7 separate regions of the Mus musculus genome follow, and regions 2, 3, 4, 5, 6 and 7 are each linked to region 1. The links are chromatin contacts, called in public Hi-C, HiChIP or PLAC-seq and promoter capture Hi-C maps. All regions are on one chromosome and are shown on one strand. Each heading gives the region's core, a stretch centred on a gene start, on an enhancer-like site or on the middle of the called end of the contact. The rest is flanking DNA. Distances are from core to core; before and after follow the strand shown.

What was found. Promoter capture Hi-C pulls out the DNA fragments that hold promoters and counts their contacts. A called contact is a pair of places that touch in the nucleus more often than the background predicts. HiChIP or PLAC-seq counts read pairs in DNA pulled down with a chosen protein or histone mark.
Region 2: a contact with region 1 is called in a FOXA1 HiChIP or PLAC-seq map of pancreatic cancer cells. The contact joins the enhancer-like site here to the promoter of Inhba in region 1. A contact is called at or near these places in 14 of 39 promoter capture datasets (the 3T3-L1 cell line, the C10 cell line, the HPC-7 cell line and 9 more), 1 of 15 datasets of contacts at CTCF or cohesin (the NIH/3T3 cell line), 15 of 484 Hi-C or Micro-C datasets (the C2C12 cell line, bone marrow-derived DN3 thymocytes, bone marrow-derived macrophages and 10 more), 18 of 115 datasets of contacts at active chromatin or transcription factors (Th2 cells, astrocytes, bone marrow-derived macrophages and 14 more) and 1 of 9 other capture datasets (embryonic stem cells).
Region 3: a FOXA1 HiChIP or PLAC-seq map of pancreatic cancer cells shows a contact between it and region 1. The contact joins the enhancer-like site here to the promoter of Inhba in region 1. A contact is called at or near these places in 10 of 39 promoter capture datasets (the 3T3-L1 cell line, HPC-7-derived erythroid cells, cranial neural crest and 6 more), 3 of 15 datasets of contacts at CTCF or cohesin (large pre-B cells, pro-B cells and stem cell-derived epiblast-like cells), 10 of 484 Hi-C or Micro-C datasets (Sertoli cells, bone marrow-derived macrophages, cardiomyocytes and 4 more), 11 of 115 datasets of contacts at active chromatin or transcription factors (the NIH/3T3 cell line, VIP interneurons, astrocytes and 8 more) and 2 of 9 other capture datasets (embryonic stem cells and macrophages).
Region 4: a contact with region 1 is called in an H3K27ac HiChIP or PLAC-seq map of cardiomyocytes, with 9 times the contacts expected there. The contact joins the enhancer-like site here to the promoter of Inhba in region 1. A contact is called at or near these places in 11 of 39 promoter capture datasets (the C10 cell line, embryonic stem cells, frontonasal cranial neural crest and 8 more), 2 of 15 datasets of contacts at CTCF or cohesin (the NIH/3T3 cell line and stem cell-derived epiblast-like cells), 9 of 484 Hi-C or Micro-C datasets (the HL-1 cell line, Th1 cells, cardiomyocytes and 2 more), 11 of 115 datasets of contacts at active chromatin or transcription factors (bone marrow-derived macrophages, cardiomyocytes, embryonic limb bud and 4 more) and 2 of 9 other capture datasets (embryonic stem cells and macrophages).
Region 5: a contact with region 1 is called in a Hi-C map of embryonic fibroblasts, with 8 times the contacts expected there. The contact joins the promoter of Gli3 here to the promoter of Inhba in region 1. A contact is called at or near these places in 1 of 39 promoter capture datasets (the 3T3-L1 cell line) and 1 of 484 Hi-C or Micro-C datasets (embryonic fibroblasts).
Region 6: a contact with region 1 is called in a promoter capture Hi-C map of hippocampal neurons, with 5 times the contacts expected there. The contact joins the enhancer-like site here to the promoter of Inhba in region 1. A contact is called at or near these places in 7 of 39 promoter capture datasets (the 3T3-L1 cell line, embryonic stem cells, hippocampal neurons and 4 more), 1 of 15 datasets of contacts at CTCF or cohesin (large pre-B cells), 3 of 484 Hi-C or Micro-C datasets (cerebral cortex and embryonic fibroblasts) and 4 of 115 datasets of contacts at active chromatin or transcription factors (bone marrow-derived macrophages, embryonic fibroblasts and embryonic stem cells).
Region 7: an H3K4me3 HiChIP or PLAC-seq map of bone marrow-derived macrophages shows a contact between it and region 1, with 6 times the contacts expected there. The contact joins the enhancer-like site here to the promoter of Inhba in region 1. A contact is called at or near these places in 21 of 39 promoter capture datasets (the 3T3-L1 cell line, 3T3-L1-derived adipocytes, the C10 cell line and 12 more), 3 of 15 datasets of contacts at CTCF or cohesin (the NIH/3T3 cell line, large pre-B cells and stem cell-derived epiblast-like cells), 25 of 484 Hi-C or Micro-C datasets (3T3-L1-derived adipocytes, the C2C12 cell line, the HL-1 cell line and 14 more), 11 of 115 datasets of contacts at active chromatin or transcription factors (the NIH/3T3 cell line, astrocytes, bone marrow-derived dendritic cells and 5 more) and 2 of 9 other capture datasets (embryonic stem cells and macrophages).

What each region holds. Positions count from the first base shown.
Region 1 is chr13:16,010,538-16,013,786 of GRCm38.p6, reverse strand. It overlaps Inhba (inhibin beta-A), which reads right to left and starts at 1,936. Exons shown (of 5, transcript NM_008380.2): 1 at 1,697-1,936; 2 at 1,401-1,587. It also overlaps the pseudogene B230303A05Rik.
Region 2 is chr13:16,745,304-16,748,246 of GRCm38.p6, reverse strand. No RefSeq gene overlaps it. Among named protein-coding and RNA genes, the nearest start is that of Gm25020, 460 kb to the left of the region's middle. Within about 2 kb of position 1,561, at least 5 of the 459 cell types and tissues checked have an H3K27ac peak or open chromatin away from gene starts, as enhancers often do. A contact at or near this core is called in pancreatic cancer cells, where this site is marked.
Region 3 is chr13:16,714,478-16,717,481 of GRCm38.p6, reverse strand. No RefSeq gene overlaps it. Among named protein-coding and RNA genes, the nearest start is that of Gm31711, 450 kb to the right of the region's middle. Within about 2 kb of position 1,726, at least 49 of the 459 cell types and tissues checked have an H3K27ac peak or open chromatin away from gene starts, as enhancers often do. A contact at or near this core is called in the NIH/3T3 cell line, Sertoli cells, heart atrium and 2 more, where this site is marked.
Region 4 is chr13:16,936,135-16,939,196 of GRCm38.p6, reverse strand. All of the region lies in intron 13 of Sugct (succinyl-CoA glutarate-CoA transferase), which reads left to right. Among named protein-coding and RNA genes, the nearest start is that of Gm25020, 270 kb to the left of the region's middle. Within about 2 kb of position 1,591, at least 19 of the 459 cell types and tissues checked have an H3K27ac peak or open chromatin away from gene starts, as enhancers often do. A contact at or near this core is called in cardiomyocytes, where this site is marked.
Region 5 is chr13:15,461,917-15,465,203 of GRCm38.p6, reverse strand. It overlaps Gli3 (GLI-Kruppel family member GLI3), which reads right to left and starts at 1,481. Exons shown (of 15, transcript NM_008130.3): 1 at 1,093-1,481. It overlaps Gm6556 (a long non-coding RNA gene), which reads left to right and starts at 586. Exons shown (of 1, transcript XR_001780862.2): 1 at 586-3,287.
Region 6 is chr13:16,542,066-16,545,274 of GRCm38.p6, reverse strand. No RefSeq gene overlaps it. Among named protein-coding and RNA genes, the nearest start is that of Gm31711, 280 kb to the right of the region's middle. Within about 2 kb of position 1,259, at least 9 of the 459 cell types and tissues checked have an H3K27ac peak or open chromatin away from gene starts, as enhancers often do. A contact at or near this core is called in cerebral cortex and hippocampal neurons, where this site is marked.
Region 7 is chr13:16,911,121-16,913,975 of GRCm38.p6, reverse strand. All of the region lies in intron 13 of Sugct (succinyl-CoA glutarate-CoA transferase), which reads left to right. Among named protein-coding and RNA genes, the nearest start is that of Gm25020, 290 kb to the left of the region's middle. Within about 2 kb of position 1,530, at least 19 of the 459 cell types and tissues checked have an H3K27ac peak or open chromatin away from gene starts, as enhancers often do. A contact at or near this core is called in bone marrow-derived dendritic cells and bone marrow-derived macrophages, where this site is marked.

The DNA of each region.
Region 1 (3,249 bases), core at 687-3,186:
GCAAAAACAACAGTAACACACACACACACACACACACACACACACACACACACCTGCATCTTTTCTTTAAAAGCTAGAACTTCAAGTCCAATCATTTGTAAACACTATAAATATGAGTTTAATGAAAAGAAGTGAACTCTCCTTAAAATAGAAGTAAAGTTAGGTTTGGGTTTTCTTTTGCCTGGGTCACACTGGCAGGGAGATAACATAGAGAGAGACGAATGCCCCGATAAGCACAGTGAAGAAGGGCTGTTGTTCTCGGGGCGAAGTACAGCTAAGGCACTGACCAGGTTCTTATGACAAGTTGGATAAAACGTGCAAAACTGGGGACTAATGAAAGCCATATGACCAGATATGTTGTTTCGTGTGCCGGATTTAAGATGCATAAAATAAACTTTTCACTGTGCCCATAAGCAAACTGTAGAGGCTCTGGTCTCCTGATGTGAAGTGGGGAAGGTTTCTTTATGACACCAGGAGCTGTCTGTGAAAGGGTCTCTCTTGAGGGCTTTCAAAGTGTGGATGCTAGCTATATGTGGGGGAAGGGGAGGGGCAAGGGGAAGGAGTATTCTAAGATCCGCATAAGAGAACTGAAGTAGGAAATAAAGTTGCAGGGGAAAATGACAGGAATATGGGTGGCAAAGACAGAAAGATAATCAGTGATAGTCATTTCCATTCCAACCCCAACCCCGGGGTGAACATAAACCTTTGGAAGAGAGGCACTTCCATGCTGTTTGATAAGAATCCCTGAGCATCTAAACTCATTTCTTGCCTCACACATAACTTCAGGGAAAGTCCCACTTGCACCCGAATGTAGATTGTAGACTGGCTTGGCACAGAAAAGTGCCCGAATCAGACCCCAGCTCCGGGGCGCCCTCCTAATTTAAACTCAAGCCTCAGTGTTTCCATCTATAAAGTGGGATGTATAATTTCAGGATCAAAACTCAGTGGTCACAAAAGAATGTTATTTCGGAGCATCCCTGTAGTTTCTTAAGCATGTGTGTCATAAGAATGTTCAAGACCCTGACTGCAGGGGCCGCCTCACACAGGGTCACTCTGAGACCCTGTTGGCCTTTGACACCCTGAAAGTGCCAACCTGCTAAGCCAGTCTAGCAGCTATGACGTAGCTGAATCTCCCCCAACCTCAGAGCTGGAACCACTTTGGGAAAGCCTCCTCTCCTCCATGGAAATCCAGGTGGGGGTGGTGGAGGAAGCAGGTAGGTTAAAATGCTTCTGTGGAATATTCTGGGCTGAGGATCAGCGTTTCCCAGCTGAATTCCAGGGCCCAGGGCGTGCGCTGGTCAGCGCAGCTCTGAGCGGGGTTGGTTTCTCTTTCACTTCCTGCCCCTCCCGCGGAGACTCCCTGCACCCAGGCCCTGTCCCTTTTCAGCTTGCCACCGTACCTTGAGCAGCACCTGCTGGCAGTTTCCAGGGATCACTCCCGAATGCGCAGCTCCAGCCCGGCTCGCGGGACGCCTGGACTCAGGGGCCAAGCTGGTCCAAGCGGCCGCCTCTATTTTTACCCTGAACACCAGCAAGGGCAACTTCGTTTAAAAGCGCAGCTCTTGATTTTTCCCCCCCTTTTGGCAGCTAAAGAATTCAGGGAGGGGAAAGAAAAAAAAAAAATCACTGTTCAGTGAGTGCAGCCGGGAATCTCTGATCCCAGCCCTCGGTGCCAGGGAATGTCAGGGACCAGGACCTGCAGTGGGGCTGCCGGTCTCCTGGCCAACGGAGGCGAGCGGCAGCTCAGGCCCCGCACCCGCAGACTGCCCCTTCCCGAGTGTAGAGTTCGGTCCCACCGACTACCGCACTGGCAGAGTGGCCCGCTGCCACCGCGCTCTGCACCTAGCGGAGGCGTTCTGATTTACTGGCTACTTCACAAAGCTCCAACTCCACGCTGGCCCGGTGCTGCCTGGAGGAGCAGCCACTAGCGAACCCCGGGAGCAGCTTGCTGTGAGGAGGAGCCCGGAGGGAAACTGGTACCTTATTTTACTGTAATTGCAAAAGAAGAGATGTGCCAGAGATTTATATTTAGAAGTTGTATGTTTCTACTTTTATGTAAATGGAGCAATTAGGGCCTGTCTTGTTTCTGCTAACTCGGATGCGTGAGCATTGCTGGGGAGCTGGTGTTTTCAATCACAATTAGTGAGCTGGTCAAGAAACAAAGTTCCTTTGAGGATAGAGCTCCTTTGTGTGGATGAGGGAAACCTGCGTTTCAGTGCTGGCCGGTGGCTTGTGGTGACACACATCTTAGGGGCATAGCTAACTCTGGACTAGTGTGTTTGCCCTGTGCAGCAGCTGGGCCCATATAAAGTTGGCAGAGATCAAGTCGTGAGAATATTCACTTTTCCTCTCAAGCAAACCGTATGTCCTTAAGCTTTCATGCAGGCTATTAATCGCTCTTCCCTCACTATCCCTGAAGCAAGGAGACAGGCTTGGAAAGGAAGCCGTTTTCCACGACTCTGACTCTGTGGTTAGCTGCTGCTCACAGATCCTGTGATTCAGTGAAACATGCAAGCCAGAGAATGTGGACACCTTAAGCAGGTGACTGACAAGTGTCCTCTGATTCAACTGAATGACAGGAGGCTGGTGGTTCAGAGGCACAGACAAGCTGCTGATAACTCAGGGTGTTTGGTTCCTTCCTATGAAAAATCTGTTTCAAAAAAAAAAATTCATGATTTCTGCCTGCCTTGCTGGGAAAGTAAACATGAAACGTGACTATAAAAATGAAAAGAACCTTTGAGGTGTTCTCATCAGCTACGTGTTGTTCTGGGCTTAAGGGGTGGTGGGGGGGGGGGGAAGACCTGGCCTCCTTGGTTAGGGTTACCCTCTCCCCCACAAGAGACAGCACAACATCCAGAAAACATGGGCAGGACTCTGAATGATATTTGCTGCAGTAAACTGTGGAAGTCCCTGTCTAACCATCCCATCAAACGGCTTTGGTAGAGTATGGGGTTGGCAAACCTGTCTGTTTCCTACAGGCCACAGCCTGCAACTAGTTTGGGCCAAATGTTAGATACCAGGATTTGGGCCAGAGATGGAGCGGCACTTTGCAGTCAAAAATCCAACTAGGGGGCTGTGTGCTTCTAAGCTAGAACAAGAATGAATAGTTCAAAACCGAACTGGAAAGGGGGGCATTCACATTGCTCTGAACTGTATCCAAAACAACAAATAAGAGACGGTTAACCCCAAACTCCCTGATTCCTAAGACTCACATTTTTTCTCAGAACCACCTGAGTATCCCTTCAGGCC
Region 2 (2,943 bases), core at 312-2,811, 730 kb before region 1:
CTTCTCCTGCCAAATGTCATGTTCTACCCTTCTGATATAACATGAGGTCTTCACCAAAACCCAAGAAGCATCATGCCTTTGTGTTTCCTAGCAGAAGATCCCAGAAACATGAACTGAAATAAACATTTATGAACTGCACACATGTTAATATTCTATTATAGCAAGAAGAAGTACACTTAGAATGTATCTTATGAAAGGTGTCTTGCCAATCAAAAACCTCCTGAAAGAACATGTTGGTTATTGAAGTCACTGAAGTGTAATTTGTGCTCTCTAGCATTCTCAGCAATTCAGGGAAATTTTTTCTGAAATTTATTATATATTTTAACTTTTATTGTCTAGTAATTTATTGATAATAGATCTATAGCATTTAATCTTAAAGGCTAATACAACAGCCAAACAAAACAAAATATATTAATCTGCATTCAAAGATGGAGCATTCAGCAGGTGAACATACTGGGTTAGGCTGTTATTATTTTGTTTTCTGTACATTATCTGCATTGCTATGTAGTTTATATGTAAGATAAACAGGTGGTATGTGTGTATCTGGTATGTGCGTGGCATGCATAGTATATTTGCAACATCTGTGTGTGTCATACATGTCATATATTTGTGATAGATGTGTATAGTATATACGTTTGGTATATGTGTATGGTGTTTTGTATGGTATTTGTATATATGTGTGAGTGATGTATCTGTGTGGTAAGTTTGTTATATGTCTATTTTGAATATATTTTATGTATTGGCACACACACACACACACACACACACACACACACACACATATATATATATATATATATACACACATATATGTGTGTGTGTTTGTGTGCGTTATAGTATATGTTCTGTTGTATGCAGTCTCTCTGTCTGGTATATGTATATAATGTATGTATGTGGCATATATGTGTGGTAAATGAGTATGGCATCTATGTACAGAATATATGTATAATGGATATGTGTGTTGGATATGTTATATGTGTGTTCTGTATCTGTACATGTTACATGTGTGTGTGTGTGTGTGTGTGTGTGTGTGTTGACAGATAACCAGAAGTTGGAGAAGGACACCCAGAGTGAAAGGCTCCCTTGAGACAGAAGCTATCTTGGCATTCAGCAATCCTTCTGTCTCTGTCCCACATGCATTGAGTTTGCAGGTATACACAGCTATGCCTAGTTTCAATGTGTGTGTGTTAAGGACTTGAAGTCAGATCTTCACACTCAAGCAGCAAGTTTTCTTAGGCACTGAGCCATCTCTCCAAACCCATTTTGCAATGTTTAATGTTTAGAAATAATTATTAAAAATTATTAATTCATAGTTAGGCATAGTGGTATGAACTTTTAATTCTAGCACCAGGAAAACAACAATGGGTGCATCTTTGTGAGTTTGCAAGCACCCTGCTCTACATAGTTCCAGATAAGCCAGGACACACAGTGAGACCCTTCTGTTTACAAATTACTTTTCAAACTAATGTCATCAAATAAATTATTACCTAAGAACAGTGCAGCCACCATTCTCTGGCATTCTTACATACTGCTTCTGGACAATGAATTTGCTTCAACCAGGACCTGATTCATCATTAAAGCATCAATGGAACTTGGCAAATTCCCAGCTCTCTGCATCCACACTTGTCATCCTGTGCTTGAACATTTGCTTATGCCTCCTTACCATTACCTTGATGTCCTGGCCATGGGTTGACGGCTAATATGGGCTTGCTATAGATATGCCTACCCACTTCCCTGATGACAAATTGGAGTCTTTTAACTTCCTTTTGAGAAAGATGGCATTGGTTGCTGCCTCACTGCCTGGCCTACAATTACATCAGAAATGTTCACTCAGCACCGCTTCTGTCTGAGGATGTTCTGCACTATAACCTTTCTCGTCGTGCAAGGTGGGAAACAGGGCTCTTGGGAGGTTTCTGAGTTTTTTGTTTTTCTTTTTACTATAGAAAAATACATTTAAAGAGTAATCTTAAAGAAACATATTTCAGAAAATGGCTTTAATGAGCAGTGACTCCCTTTGCCTATATTTAGCTGAGGTATTTTCCTGTGAAATAGAGATCTTAGCAGGCTGCCACTCATCATTTTCTGTGTTCAATACTCACCACTGTAAAATGGTCCCAGTTTATGTGCTCCAAGCACTTATTTCCATGCTCATTCTTTTTTCTTAAAGTGAAAATAACACCTTGTTACCTAGAGGACCAAATGCATTGCAAATAACAAACACTATCTGATTTTCTAGAGCCACCTTGTGCTCTCATAGATTTAGCAGATCTAAGCGTCAAAGGGGAAAAGTCTCAATTCTACTATATGAAAAAATTCCTAAATTCCAGAAGGGTGAATGAACAGATGGGTACTTTTGGGACATGTGTGTGTGTGTCATTTTTGTTTTACATTTCCTTGGCTCTGCAAGAGAACACATTTCTACAAAGCATGGTAGCTAAAGGGAGGGATCATGTTAAACTAAACCTGGAAGCAAGAAATGAGAAGTAAATAGTTTAGCAAAAATGCAGTTCCATATGTTAATTCTGAAAAGTTTCATTATTGAAACCACAGATTTAAAATAACAGAGCCACAGTCTAAGACACAAGAGATAAATAGTGGCTGCTGGAACAGAAATTACTTTTCTTGCTTGAAGGTATATATGTCATTCCACTCATTCATAGATGTATTTGGGCCTTCTGTTCATTAAGGAAATTCAATGTTTTAATAAACATCTGTAAAAAGCCACTACAGATTAGGACTCCTGCTCTCAAGTGGCAATTTCCTACCTAGGAATTGAAGCTCTAGTTTCCAACAGCACAGAAGTATGGCTACAGATTCACTTCTTGCCACAAGCATACAATGCTGGTGAATACTAAGTTATAATGCCAAGGCAATTGCCAAACACATCCAAAGAGAAAACTGAAAAACAAAAAAACAAACCAACCAACCAACCAACCACCCAGA
Region 3 (3,004 bases), core at 477-2,976, 700 kb before region 1:
TCTCACCCCCCACAAAGTAACCTTAAAATATCTTTGTGTCTAACCGGACATGAGTTAAAGTCAAAATGACTCTGTCCTAGCCAATAACATAGGTCACACTGTGTGTAGAGGCAGGGATGCAGCTGGAGAATGATGTTTGTGTTGCCTCACTTACCAAAAGTGCCTCTTGGGGAGAAGAGAAATGTCAAAGAGGCCATCCCAGGAAGGACAAGCTTAGCCTTGGACCAGAGTCTCTTAGCACAGCTACTGAATGAAGTCATGCTTTTCCAGTGATTGCTAGAGTGGGGCCCATGGGAAATGTGGAACCATTTGTAGAAGAGGAGCTACACAGACACACACACACAGACACACACACAGACACACGCACCAGAAAAAGAAAGAAAGAGAGTTGGAAGAGGGGCATATACATGAACATCCCAAGTGTATGCAAAAGTAAAGGGATTCCTTTGTGGTTACCATGTGACAAGCATTAGAGCTGCACATTAGTGTGGTGACCAGGGCTGCAGACATTTCTATAGATGAAGGGGACCGGATGGAGAAGCACCTGCCCCATAATTTCTGTGCTGACAACAAGCCTTGGTGACAATTCACAGACTTTATAATCAGTTGCTCAGAGTATCTGTGGACTAAGCACCGAGAGTATCCTAGAAAAAAAGAAGCCAGAGAGAGAGCGAGCCAGCTCTGTTTTGCTAAAAGAGAGATTAAATTTCAACCCCTGGAGGAAAACAAAGAGTGAAAATGAAAAATGGGAACAAAAATACTAAGCCCAGAGCTCATTTCTGGTACATTTCAATACCATTTTCAATGTATACCTGTCCTTCGAATAGTTAAAAAATGACAGATGTGTGTGTTTCAACACCACCCCCCTTGGATGCTGCCAGGGTCGGCAGGGCATCTCCCTGACATTTCTTTCTGGATAGAGTTGTGATGGGGAAAGAAAAGCATCACCCTCCACCTTCTGCCTGATCCAGCACAGCTGCATTTTCTCATTCCTGAGAACCGGACGAGTTTCCTGAGGCCGGGGTTGATATACTGTACCATCTTCAGTGCAGCTGTAATTTTAACAAGGGGAAAGCCGACTTGAACCTCTCTAATCCTTACTCCAGACACCTTGAGCTCCTGAGACTGAGACTGCTGTATGTACGCATGTGTGTTTAAGGGCTTTTGTTAGCTGTTGTTCTGAGAATGTGGCTCAGTACAAAGAGAGAGAGGGGGGGAGAGGAAGAGAGAGAGAGAGAGAGAGAGAGAGAGAGAGAGAGAGAGAGAGAGAGAGAAGAAGAAGAAGAAGAAGAAGAAGAAGAAGAAGAAGAAGAAGAAGAAGAAGAAAAGAGAAAGAAAGGGAAACAGCAGGGCTTGAACAAAACATCTGTCTTATTCTGACCAGGAGATTTGTAGCTTTAACATTTAGAAAACAAAATCAGTGTTATTATCCTATGTTTACTTATATATGTCATATCCTTTTCTGGGGTCAAATGATGGATGCTATTTTCCCTCTTCTCCATGAACCATAGAGGAACTAATCCAGAATTAAAAGTATGAGAGGCGTGGGGGTAAAGGCTTGAAAATCAATTGCAGCTAGTCTCAGAATTGCACAACCAACTTGAGGGTTTTTTTTTAAGCCTTATATTTTGTGAGGAAACTGTTTTATGAATGGACGTAAGCCTGATACACAGAATGCGTGGGATTGGACTGAGTGCCTTGTCTGGGTCAACTGTCACATCTGGCACACTGTGACTCATGGATACACAAATAGTAATCCTTGATAGTAACCACTTGTGACTCGACAAACAATGTCAAATGCCAGAGAACTGCTGTGGCTGCTTGGTTGGGCTAATTGTGCTCTGATGTTAGGTGGGAAGTTAGGAAAGGTCTTTTCTTTTATCTGGACCAGGCTCCAGGTCTTCCCCCTTCTCCTTAGGACCTCAAGTAGATCTCTCTGGCATTTTCAGCCCTAGCGTCTCCCTGCAGTGTCCCCTCAGAAGTGCCAGTGGGAGACATGAGGCTATACTGATAGTGAGGCTGCTTTTTAAATCCAGCCTGGTGACATACTCCACTGAAAATGTAGCAAGCTATTTAACATCTCCATTTATTCATCTCCTCATCTCATGAAAAAAGAAGTATAATTTAATGAAATTAAAGTACTGAACATGTATTAAAACTTCCCAAGAGCTTGGCCCTCTCCTATCATGATATTAGAATAGTTTCTGTTAAAATTTTAACAACACGACTTGGATAGTCCCCTTGCTTATCAGGACATTGACACACAGCACATTGGTAGTAAGAGCTTGAATCAGAAGGTTCTCGATCCCTTTCTCTAGAGCATCAGATCCCAAGCAAGGGCACTATTGTAGCTAAAGAGACGATTAGGAATGTCCGGGGACATTGCTTATCACTTAGGTAAGAGAAGGGTGCTACTGGTCTTTCGGGGCTGAAGACAAAATTTTTGACTCACACTAAAGCACAGATCACCCCACAAATCGTTATTACCCAGCTCCAGATACTCACAGTGCTGAAGCAGAGAAAGGTTATCTCAGAGACTCTTCTGACTATGATACTAACTCACCAGACACCACCTCCAAAGATGAGGGTATAGAACATAAATTTTGGTGATTCATGGATGAGCCAAAGTACAATCCAATGTAGAGTAGATCTATGAGCCCAGTAAAGTCAGTTTGCTATTGTTCCTATCAGCGTCTCCCTTCCATCTCACTTGTCTCTTACAAGTGGGGTTTTAAGGGTTGTATACACGTTTTTGCAGAAAAGCCTCTGAGCACGGTGGGAAAAGGGGCCTCCTCCCAGCTTGTTGCCCTGTGCACTATCTATCAGTGCTTGTTTCCCTGTGTGGGTTCCATCAGGGTCTGTCCCTGGCCTCCTCCTGAGCTACAACCCCCACTGCTTTGTTGGGAGGGTTGACTTTCTTTTTCTGTGTACCACCTGAAAATGTTTGGGTGGGCGGTGCTTAATTAGCAGCGCTCCCAGGTCCAAAGACAGAGAACTCATTAAC
Region 4 (3,062 bases), core at 342-2,841, 930 kb before region 1:
GTCACCAGAAACATTACACAGATGCTGACAAAACTAAGTGGATGTCTTTCAGACGGTGATTGGCAAATGGCGCAGCGGCAGAAGCAGTAGAAACTCATCGCACAGTATTCATTAGTGGGCCAAGGAAGATGGAAGGTGGGCAAGGACTAAAGGGAATTGTTTAGTTTATTTGCACATTAACTTTTGTAACACTACAGAACACAGAGAGGCGTCACTGATAAGAAACTCTAAGTTTGAAAGTTTGCATTCCCACAATAGCTTGGCCTCTGTTTGCTGCCATAAAAGAACATCATTTTCCCTCCCATCAGACACAGTTCTAAGACGGGCCAATTCTCCATTCGAGTTGTGGGGAAGGGGGACGCTGTTCTTTAACTTCCAGTATCACAGTTTACATGTTGTTCTTTTATTATAAAAATATGAGTGCCACATGATTGGGTTACTCTATCCCACAGAGCCACAGAGGAACTCTGTGCAGGCTGCTCACTGGCATCATCACATCTCACTATTCAGCTGCCCATCTATTTGTTTTCTTTATCCCACATCTTAATGTTGGGGATGAACAGTGATTTGCAATATAAGCAGAAAGCCTCATGGGGATGAGGATAGGAATTGGGTGTGCTTATAGGTCCTGCAAGCTGTGGGCAGGATCCGTGTGGTCCTTTAAGCTGTAGATAGGAACTGGATAAACGCATCAGTCCTATGGGATATGGACAGGTGCTGGGCAAGTGTGTAGGTTTTATGGAACCTGTAAAGAAGCTGGGCGGGTGTGTACGTCCTATAGGTCGTGAAACTCTATAACTTGCCCTGGTCATATCATGCTCTGTTCTATTTTGGCTGAGACTGGCTTTGTTTTTAATTTCTGAAAAATTTCACCATGATTCTCCAAAGTCTTTAATGGTTTTTTTTTCCTGGGAGAAGTTGAAAAACTATAAAACAAACTCCTTGGATTAGAGTAGAAACTACTGATGAGGTAAGTTTGAAGATGGCCATGCTTTGGTTTCAGTTTTCAAGAGCTGTAAGTGGACACAGAGAAACTTAGCAGCTCTACTTATCAGTGACTCCTCTGTTCACTGGGTGGGGGGGGGGGGGGGATTTATGGCATCCACAGGGGCTAGGGCCACATAACCCAGTGTGAGCTTACAAGGCGTTAGCTCCTCGATGCCAAGTGAATTTTGGAAATGATTCTCCTTTGCTGACAGTCCCCTCATTACTGATTGTGTGGACTCATTTATCAGGCATTTCTTAAAATAAACCGTTCATTTATACTAATAGGACTTGGCAGCAAGAAAAAATTGGCAGGACTTGGAGTTCCTAGTGTGCCCTCCCTTTTTAAAATTGAGTTGCCTTTAAAAAAAATTAAAACACCAACATTGAGGAGTTTGAAACATTTTGAGATAACAATTTTCAGAGACCAGCATGGAGTTCATTAAAGCAGAAACAATGCCATTATAAATCTTGCAAATGGTAAAGAGGAAGTATTTTCAAAGATACTTACCAAAGGACACCATAAGCCTGCTGTCGCCGACTTTGTCCTTTCCCACTCTTCAGGCATGGAACTCCTCTTGTGGATACGCGTGTTTCCTATTTTTGGCACCACATGAGCTTTTGACGAAAGCTAGCTCGCTTCTCTGTGGGGCGTTCACTCTCCTCCTTGAAGGCTAGATCAGCTAGCTGCTTCTCTTCGTTACACACAAGATATGCTGTTTCTCTACAGCCAAGATGATTCTTCTCAAGGCTTTCTTAGTTCTGCTCTAGGCTTCTGGTACTAAATTTCTGTTTCATACTCCCCAGGAATTAAGGGACATTAGTAGAATTGACCACCTTCCCCCCCCCCAAAAAAAACCCAAAGACAAAACAAAACCAATAGTGATGGAACTCACAATAAAATATAAGTTCTAGTTGACTCTTGACTCAGGAAAAGTTTGTCAGCTCTGGGAATAAAAAAGGCCAAAGAGACTCCAACAAGTATTCAAGTGCATTCTTGCATGTGTGAATGCAGAGGCATTTGATATATATATATGTTTGTAGCACACCATATAGGGATGTGCTTTTAGGTAACAGAGCTATGTGGGTCGGTCACATTGTGTGTTGAAACTTGAGACCACATAGAAATGATGCATATCACTGCCTGGGGGGTAAGTGAAATTTTTTACAAGTACAGAGGTCTGCCGATAGATGTCTCTAAAAGGGGTGCTATGTGCTAGGTGGATGGGACTCTAGTGCTTTCCTACCCTTGAGTTAGTGTCTGAACTGCTGCTCAGACAACTTGTGTAGGTGGCTATTGAATAACAAGTGGCTGCTATTCTCTTTATATCCTTTTTACATTTGCTTTAGAGCTTGTTATTTTGGAAAACTCATCCTTATAGTAGACAGTTATTTTTCTGAGATTTATATTTTGAGGTTTATGACTTCTGCCCAAACTTTAAGAAGGAATAAATATATTAGTTAATAATAATGCTATTTATTAAGAGTAATAATTACTTGGTGGTGATAAGTGTGTGGATTTTTTTGCCCTTTACTTTCATTAATATTTCCCTAAAATTTACAGTATTACCTTAGTATTTTAAAAGTGATTTTCGAGAGAAGAAAGGAAGATCCCTTAATTTTTAAGTGTTATTAAATATTGTTTTTCCATTTGTTTTTTCTTCATATACACAGGAAGTCAGTGTGTAGCATTCTCCTCATTCCCCTTTAATTCTGCTTCACTGCATAGAAGAGAGTTCTCAATACTTCAGTCCATTTCTGTTAACCTGTTGCAGAAAGCACATAGTGGGGCCTGGGATAGTTCTGCTGTGCAGACCTGAGGACCTTAGTTTGGTATCATGGTGTAATGAGAGAACTGACTCCTGAAAGGTGACCTCTATTACATAGATACACATACACACACACACACACACACACACACACACACACACACACACATACACGAGTAACCAAAATAAATTAAAATATTTTTATGCTTATGTTGAGACATTATCACAGAGACAGGATGAGTTCCCAGGAGAGGGCATAAGATTAGAGATGAGGATGATAGAGGTAGGCTCAGGGACAGCAGATTTGTT
Region 5 (3,287 bases), core at 232-2,731, 550 kb after region 1:
GTATTTGCACAGCGGCCGGCCCTCCATACCTCGGACTAAAGAGTTCTTTTACTTGAGGACGACAGTCCATCATTTCAAACTGAAGTGGCAGCTGGAAAATGTGGAACAGCTGGCACAGAGCTGGGAGAAAATGTTTTACATAAATATATGTACATATAAACTGGCAGAGGGCCATGAGCACTGTACCCAAGGCCAGAATCTACAACCAAGTTGGGGGAGGAGAAAGGGTAAACGCGGTGCAGGAAACTTCCCTAAGTGGTCTTTACACACACACAGCCAAGAAAGCCTGGGGGGAGGGGGGGTATGGCTTGGTACTCAAAAAGGTGCACTCCGGGACACAGGCACAAAGTTCACAGAAGGATACTAAGTTCATCAAAGGATAATAAGCAAAGGCCGGGCCGAGTGTGAGGGCATGTGGCCATCTGCTGAAAAGTCGCTTCACCAACTATTCAAATGTATGATCAATATTAACTCTGCCACATCCTCGGGGTCCCACTGCAACTCCAGAAAGTTAAGTGTCCCCAGCAGAGTAGAGTGATCCGTACCCAACTCTGCTCTGTGCAAATTCGGCCTCTTGGTTACCGCAAGGGCCACGGCTACTTTTCTTTCTTTCTCTTTTCTTTCTTTCTGCTCTACCTCTGGAAAGGAAGAGACAGAGTTCCAAATCACGCACAGATGGCACAACTTTCACTTTTCCTCTCCCACCGCGGAGGCGCGCCCTCCATCCGCTCACCCCGCACCCCCACCCTCAGAAGTGAAGGCGGGACCCTGGAGAGCGGGGCAGCGGCGGCTCGGCGCATCCCCAGGCGCTGCGCGCAAGCCAAGCTGCGGCTTGCGGGGGCGCGAGGACCAGCCGCAGCTCCGGACTCCCGGAGCTCTGCGCAGCACTTGGCGAGAAGTAGGCACGGACGCCGCCGCTGCAAACTTGGTCCGCGCGCCCTGGGGCAGGAGCTCTGCAGTCCGGAGAGCCGAGACCCGATCCCCGAGAGCGCGGGAAGGCGCGAGCGCACACAAGCCGCTCCGACGCCGCCGGGAAGCTCGACAGGGAGGGCTGCGGGGCCCGCAAAACAAAGAACTTCAGGCGGGACGTACCTGCGGCTTTGGCTGTCAGGTCCCAAATCCACAGACCTGCGCCGGCGGAGCGGCAGGCGGACTCGGGCTACCGTGGATGGCCTGACTGATCCCAGCGTGCGGCCCCGGCGGGCATGGTGTGGCGTGGGCCGGCGACGGGGCGAGCGGGCGAGGAGGGGAGCGGCGGGCGGGCGGACGAGTGTGCGGGCGCCGGCGGTGCGGCCCGGTCCGCTCCCTCCCGCCGCTGCAGCCCGCGCATCAGTTTCAGGGATCCTGTAATCTGATCCCTCTGAGTCACCGGCCCTGAGTGACAGTTCTGATTTGGTTCAACCGCGGGTGGGAGGAGAAAGAGAAAGAAAGGAGCCCCCCGACCGTCAAGTCGACTTTTCAACGACTAAGGGCCCGTCCAGGCCGAGCGCCCCGGTTGCAAAAGTTGAGCTCCGCCGCGCGCGCCCTTCGCGCTCCCCTCCGCGCGCTCCTGCGCTCCTCCTCCTCCCCGCCCTCCTTCCCCAAGTTTTCACAGATGTGGTCAGACTCTGCTCTCCTTCCCGGCTCCTTCTTCCCTCGCGCGCCCCCACCCCCGCCCCGTCCCTCTAATTTCCGCCACTCGGAGGAGCGCTGGGGGGGACGCGCCGAGCCGCGGGACGACGCCGCCGCCGCCGCCGCCGCCGCCGCCGCAGGGGGCGAAGTTGGTTTAAAAACTTGGGAAGACTGCTCGCCTTACTTTGCTTTCCCGCTCCTTTCCAGGCCGCGCCCGGCGGGGTCCCGCTCCGCGCGCGCGGATCCCAGGGCGCTGCGCTGAGGGGCGGCACTGAGGCCGCGCGTCGGGCCGGGCAGGGCTGGCGCGGGCAGCCGGGAGCCACGCGCTCCACCGCCTCCGCCCCTCCCGGGTCCTCACACAGACACATCCAGGCCTGCTCCTCCTCTTCCCCCTCCTTGACCCCGCGCCCGCGCGGCGCGCCAGGCCCCACCCACCCGGCAGGAGGAAGGGGCCCGCGGGTGATGTCACCCGAGCCCTCCAGGCCTGCGCTCCCGCGCAGCCGAGCAGCCGGGGCTCGCGCGCTGCCGGGCGCTTCGCCCATGCCGCCTCTCTTCGCCCCCCCCCCCCCCAACTCCGCTCTCGGGCTGGACTCCCCTTCCTTCTCTAGAGACCTCTCAGATCGCCACTGCCCCACCCCCGCACACCTCCTGGTACTTTTCCCTAGGCCAAGCCTGAAACTTCCTCTCGCGGGATGATGCTTTTGAAAGTTGAAGACTTTCCTCCCCGTTGCGTTAAACTCCGTTTGGGACGTCTCGCCGTACAGCCTACTGTCCCCGTGGGCCACTTTGCAAAGAACACAAAGACCCGAGCTGGGAACCGGGACTTGAGCTGAGAACCCTGACTTGCACGGGGTTCTTTTCCTTAAGATGCAGAGTGCCTGTCCTTGGTTTCTTTTAAAAGACCCATGTTACTTCAACGGGCCAGTGCACTCATCTCTCTCTCCCCATCCAGGTACTCACCCCAACCTGTTACTTGAAAGGGAGGATTTCAAGGGGGTGGAAGAAAGAAGAAAACCCAAGAGACATTCCAGAATACCGGAGTAAGCAGTTGGCCCACCAGGAGTGCCTTGGTGCTCAGGGTGCTCTGTGGCAGCCGTCTTGAAGGCAGAGTGGGTGGATGAATAGCTATAATAATTTGAAGAACATTTTGAAATTCACGTGCTAAACTGGGGAAAATTTTTAACGGAATTGACAGTGTATTCGTTATTTGTTTCTGGTGACTTGTTGCTTATGACAAAGACAAAAGCAGAGAGTGACTTAAGCTTTCAGTGTGGGGCTCCAGACACTTCTTAGCCATTTTTAAGCTTTCTCTCCGCTACAACACTCTGTAAGGCAAAGAGTGAAACATCCTTCACTCATCTCGGAGTGCAGGAATATCAACAGAGGTAGCCCCAACCCTCCCCTCAGTAACTGGCCCCAGGCCCCAGAGTATTCCCTCAGCCTCTGTAGACTCTGAGCCCACAGTAGATGAGCGAGAAAATGCAGTCCTCCTAAGTCCCGGGACGGCTATGGATCTCCAGTGAGATTATACCTGCAAAGTTATAAAAGACGACATCGTGTGTGAGAACTATTTTCCTTTTTGGTATTTCAAGTTAGTCAGAGGGATGGTGTGTTTCATTAATGTCAGATACATTGTTTCTGGCATTTGGGGCTGCTGCTGCCTCCACCGCGAGAAT
Region 6 (3,209 bases), core at 10-2,509, 530 kb before region 1:
TGAACTGAGTTCCATGGTCCATGGGAGTAGAGCTAGGGACTGGGGCAGAAGTTTGTCCCGGATATCTCAGTGTGACATCTCTTGAATGTTGCAGCTCTTTTAGAGGATGTTCAGTGAAACAGCTCTCTCAGACAGTATTCAACAAAACAGCTTGTGTGCATATACTTTATTCTGTGTGAACCAAGGGTTACATAGTTTTGTGGACGTGGGTGAGAAAATCTAGGCTGGGCCGAAGGCTAAGCTATTGCGATGCCTCATTAGCATGGGGAGGCATTCCAGGGATCTCAGGTGCAGCTTTGCCAGATGTTTGCCGGATGTTCCTCAGGTAGTCAGGGTAGCATCCAGGATTCCCAGGTAGAGAAGAGAAATCCCTAAAGACAAAGGGAGTTCACCATTTTGCACCAAGCTCAGGGCTTTCTGGTAATGTCAGGTTTTGATCTTAGCAGCAGGGTTTCCCAACCATCAGAAAATTTCCACAATAAATTCTGTCATCATATATCTATGTGCATTCCTGTGGTTTATTTTCTCAAAAGACTTTAAGACACATTTAAAAATCTTATTTATTAAGAAAACAGTTTGATCAGGAAGGTTATATATTCCAGTTTGCCCAGCACAACCCTAAATCCTAGAGTAATTCTCCAGAGCTCAGCATTATACTTCTGAAAGTGTCCTGGTCCAATCCATTATTGATTATTCAACTGAGAACAATCTGAAGAAAGACTGCAGATTTATTCCTTCAGCACATCAAGTAGGTCAATCAAATTCTAAGCCTTGTTACTTTTTTTTCCATTTATAAAACAGAATCAGAAAAATAACATCTTTATCAGATGGCGATAAGAATTACATACATTGATTATTAGGCTATTAAAACTAGTGGCTTCTTGAGTAAATAAATACAAATTGTTATCTCAAACACCTTGGTATGTTTTCCTGATTTAAAATAGCCTGAAAGCCTGTCTTTCCCCACATAAGTAATGCCTATAATCCCCCTAGCACATGCTTCTGCCACCTCACCGATCGTCCCTGTTGGTTCATCCTTCATCCCTTTCCTTCTGTCAGAGGGGCAACTCCATGCCTCCTTGTCCAGATCTAGCTTTAAAGATGCCACTTTTGAAAGAAACTCCATCATTGCCCACTAATTTAAAACTGAGTTTTGAAAATAGCTTATGGTTAGAATTCACAGGAAGTCACATCCGTCGCTCTGGGATTGCCAAGAAGAAAAGTGCTGGAACTTTTCCTAATCTGTCTTCTGTTCCTTTGTGAGTGGGTGTTCATACTCACATAGCCTGCATCATGGCCAGGAAGGTTTACCTCTGGAGGGGAGGTTAGATGGGAAGGCAGGGAGACTCTCGCTGGGAGCAGACGCCAGTGTGGAGGTGGCAGGATGGTCCTGCATATCAGAGCTCCTGCTGAGAGGGAGATGGATAGCTGTGGAAAGGATGCTTTAATTGACTCCAGCACTGTAGTCCTCGTGGAGAACAGAAAACTATTATTTAAACAGATGGCAAGCCTGCCCATCCATAACCAGGCATTTAATGAGATAAGCCAGAACAGGCAGGGTTGTAGGTGTGTGAGTCCAGACCATTTTGGAAGACATCAACTTAATTGCATTTCTATTTTTGTGAAATCTGTTCCCAGATGCCCACCTTGCCCTCTATACTACCTTCCCTCTTTCCCTTTATTTTTGTCTTTCCCATCTTTCTGGTTTGAGGGTCATAACTAGGTGGACATTTTGTTCTATCCATTTTACCAAATGGAGATGGACCTGGGAAAGCTTTGGGAAGCTAATGATGGATAGGGTTTGGATTTGGATTTCTGCCCAGCTTTTTGTGAATATTTTTTTTTCTTCCAGAAATTGGAATTGTAACCTCTCGTCCATAGCACCTCCCTTTTTCAGTTTGAAAATGTAATATATAAAATGAAACAGTCAAGTATTTAGAGGCTGACCCTTAGTAGGTGTTTCTTAAGCCTTTGATCAGAAATATCCTTCAAGGGCTCCTCTGAGGACTTTTTTCTCATCAGCTAGTGCTATCTGGGGAAGCTGGGGAAGCTAGTCAAAATTTGTTTCTATGATTGTGCATCTGACTGTTACAGCATGACTCTGGCCCTGATACTATTTTCTGCTTCCTGACCCATAACATGTGAACAACTAGCTTTCCATTCTCCCACTGTATGACTCAGCTGTAACACAGAGTCTGATTGCAATCATGGTCTGAAATTTTAAAGTCTTGAACCAAAATACACCCTGCCTACCTTAAGCTTTTCTTCCAAGTGTTTTAGCAAAGAGGAAAGACTCCAGTGCAATCCTCAATTTGAAAACACTAAGCTGTTTGTTTTGTTCTGTTTGGGTTATTTACTTACCTACTGATTGGCTTTTTGAGCCTCCCAAATGCTAAGGCAGTGCTCTACCATTAAGATACTGCGGTGGTTTGAATGGGAATGGAATCCATAGGCTTCTATGTATGAATGTTGGTTCCTACTTGGTGAAACTGTTTGGGAAGGATTAGGAGGTGTGCCCTTTTGTGGGACAGTTAAAGGCAGCCTGGTTTCTGGTTGAGTTAGGTTTAAAACTCTGGTTTAAAACTCTCAGTAGGTGATCCTACAAGGGACAGTAGGCAGAACATGACCACAGATCTCCATTTTAATGAGGTACCTAAAGACTTGAAGGGCTTAGTCAATTAAGTTCTTCTTCCTAGACACTGCTCCCTGTAAAAGGTATTTAACCTCAGGCCCACCCTGAGAAAGTAGGGTACAGTTTCACTCATCACAACTCTCCACCATGATAATAAACGCTTTAAAATCGTGGACTGCCTCTTCTTCTCGGGATCCACTGTGGGGAACAATGGAGCAGGTTTTCCTCTGAAGAGCCACGTCTAATCTCCCAGACGAGGCCTCTCTGTGCTCCCAGCCATGGACTCCTGAGTCCAAGCTGCCCACTGACCAAGCCAAGGACACTCTCCTCCTTGAGAGATTCAGCCAGAGTTTTCTACTCCCCAGTTTCCCTTTGGCCCCAGGAAGATCCACTCCATTCTCATTTCTTCCATGGCATCCAGCAGCGTCTGGGATGCCCAAGAGTCAGCGAACCAACTGTCCCCATCCACTGCACAGGCTTGGGAACCCCGAGCCAATTCTGGCAGTCTCCAGGACCCCAGACTGTGCTCCCCCACCCCAGAACAGGGTCCTGCAACTTCTCACAGCCTGACATCCAC
Region 7 (2,855 bases), core at 281-2,780, 900 kb before region 1:
TGGCAACAAGGCAAGCACAAGAGACTTCACGATTGATTCCAAACTTGACAGCTGCTACATTCCAAGGCTACTCTTCAGGACTTGTCTATGAGAATGGCCTCTGGCCTCTTGTCTCTGGTCTCTGGGCCTTCCAGAAGATAGAGGGCCTGAGACACCCAGCAACAGAAGTCTGAGCAGGAGAAATAAGTGGAAACAGCCTTCTGGAGAATAGAGATGCTTTCGATCTGTGGTAACTATGTTCAGCCAAGTTGGGATATTCTGAAGAGAAGTAGCCATATGCTTGGGCACTGTTTTCTCCCTTACTGCCCAACTGGTCTACATCCAGCCATGTTCCCAGGGGACATTGCTTCCATTCCCCAAGCCTTACTCTTCTGCAGCTTCCCAAAGCCCAGTTGGTTTAAATATTTTGTCCTTCTATTGCTCAAACCTAATAAGGATGCCAGTCAGCTGTGTGTATGGATAAGGAGCTGGGCATGAAGAACATTCTTCCAAGGGCCTTTTGATCTTTAAGGGGCTGTAAGTGGCCCAGCTCCCTTCTTTTATACCGAAATTTCTCTTGTATGTGTCATTCCAACAGATTGTTTTCCTTCTTATGAATGCAATTGTTGCCCCCTTGAAGATTTTATAAGAAACAGAGTGGAGGCCATTCTTAAGCAGGCCAAGGAAGAAACCATGCAATGATAACTTGCTCGCCTCTCAGTCTAGTCACTCTGGTTGTTCTTATAGACAGGTGCTTATCTCAGTGGCATGGCTAAGTGACTTTGGGTCATTCATGCCCATTTCTTACTCGGATCTGAATGAATTAAAATCTTACAAAATGCATCAGTTTGGCAATATGTCTTGAAAAACTGGATTTGGAGGGGACTGTACCTGATTTTAATTTCACTTATGTTGTACCTACAGACACGTTGACTGCATCAAAGCCTGGTTCTGCTTTTCTTAATAGTACTTTTCTTTCAGGAACAAAATTATATATAATAGAATATATTATATATATAATATTATATGTAATGTATATAATGTTAAAGTTATTTTTCATTAGATTAGTATGAGCAAATCAAAAAACTGTGACATTTAATTATGTACTTGTATATGCTACATTTGATTTCTTGTTCTCTCTCTCTCTCTTAAACAAATACTTGCAAACTACATATTATAGATGATTACATAAGTCCAGTAATAATTTAGGGAAACTTAGATAGTGGAATTTAGCTCATTAGGTTCTTCATAAATTCTTCTTCTTAGCCCACAGTGCTATCTCAAGCTTGCTGCATGTACATGTGAAGGTCCTTTTTACATATGGAATAACAGAATCTTAGTAGGTGAGGTCATCACTATACATAATTAATTATAGATATTAACTCCAAATTCAGGAACTGAGTTGATGAAAATGAAAAGTGAAATAAGAGTTGTATGAAGATGTTGTAAAGAAGTCTAAAAAGGGTAGAAGTGAAACAAGAGAGTTTATCTTCACAGTCTTGAGGGGAGAATTGTGGAGTTTATAAACTGTGACCCAGTGTTTCATTTCCTGTTCTTAACTTGAAGATTTTGGTAGAATGAGGTGGTTGGAACTTCCTTCTTTTTTGTGGCTACTTCAGGGAACTGCCTAAAAAAAAAAAAAACTCAGTCATTTATTATCTAACCCCTAGAGCCTACTGAGATGGACTTGTATTCTGTCAGCACTGTGTTAGTTGATGAAAACACAGATGTGACTAAACTGCTTCTCTGAATACAACAAATCTGAGGTCTTCATAGAGACAAATGAAGAAATCACTGTCCTCAATATAATGGGTTGATTTGTAGAGGAATATGGAACTATGGAACACCTAACCTGGGTCACCATGGGTGGAGTGGAGTAATGAATAAAAAGATAAGCATTGAGTTGGTGAAAATAAAGGGACCAAAACCAGGCTGAAAATTCTCTGATCATTTAAAATAATGCATGGCAAAGTGCTGTTCCATGCAAAATAGTGATGAGTGATTTTTCACAAGTAGCCTTTGGGGCTCTTGTGGTCATTCAAAAGATAAAATCATGGATCAAGTGACATAAACTGCCATCAGGGTAATTTAAACAAAGGCTGATGAAGTTGTCATCAGACCATGAACATGTATTGAAGAAAAGTAGAAAGCAGACTTTGCTAGTAGTAGCCTTGGGCTGTTAATATCAGCTGTCTGTGAGGTTGAAATACAAGTTCAAGTCCATCTTGGAAACAACTTAATGTTTCAAAATAAAAATTCAGAAGAGGATAGTGAATAAGCTCAATGATTAAAGCCTTGCCTACAACTATGCATTACCCACGAGGTTCAATCCCCATTACTACAAGAATCTTTTTTAAGGAAAGAGAGAGAGAGAGGGAGAGGGAGAGAGAGAGAGAGAGAGAGAGAGAGAGAGAGAGAGAGAGAGAGAAAGGGAGAGAGAGAGAGAGAAAGGGAGAGAGAGAGAGAGAGCAGGCTAAGAGAATGAATAAAAAAAAAGAAAATTAAAAAACCATAGATCATAGGACACGTGCCAAATCCTGTTTTCAAAGGTTAAAATAATCGAGGTAACAGAAAAGAAGAAGTATCCATATAAATAAGCTGACTACTGAGAGCTATATCCAAGGAACAAGGAATGAGGCCATGCAGGAGTTAGTGATCAGCAGAGGTGAGACTCACAGATACAAGATAAATACTATGCATCTCATCAATTAGAAGGGCATTTCACAAGTGTGTGTCTCTTTTGTCACCCTTCTTTAGTGAAAGAGAGAAATACATTATATATCATAGCCAACAGTAGATATGCTATCAAGATAAAGAAAGAGAACTGGTGTATTCGTGCAGAGAACATGGTTACTGGCAGAGTCCTTAAACAGATT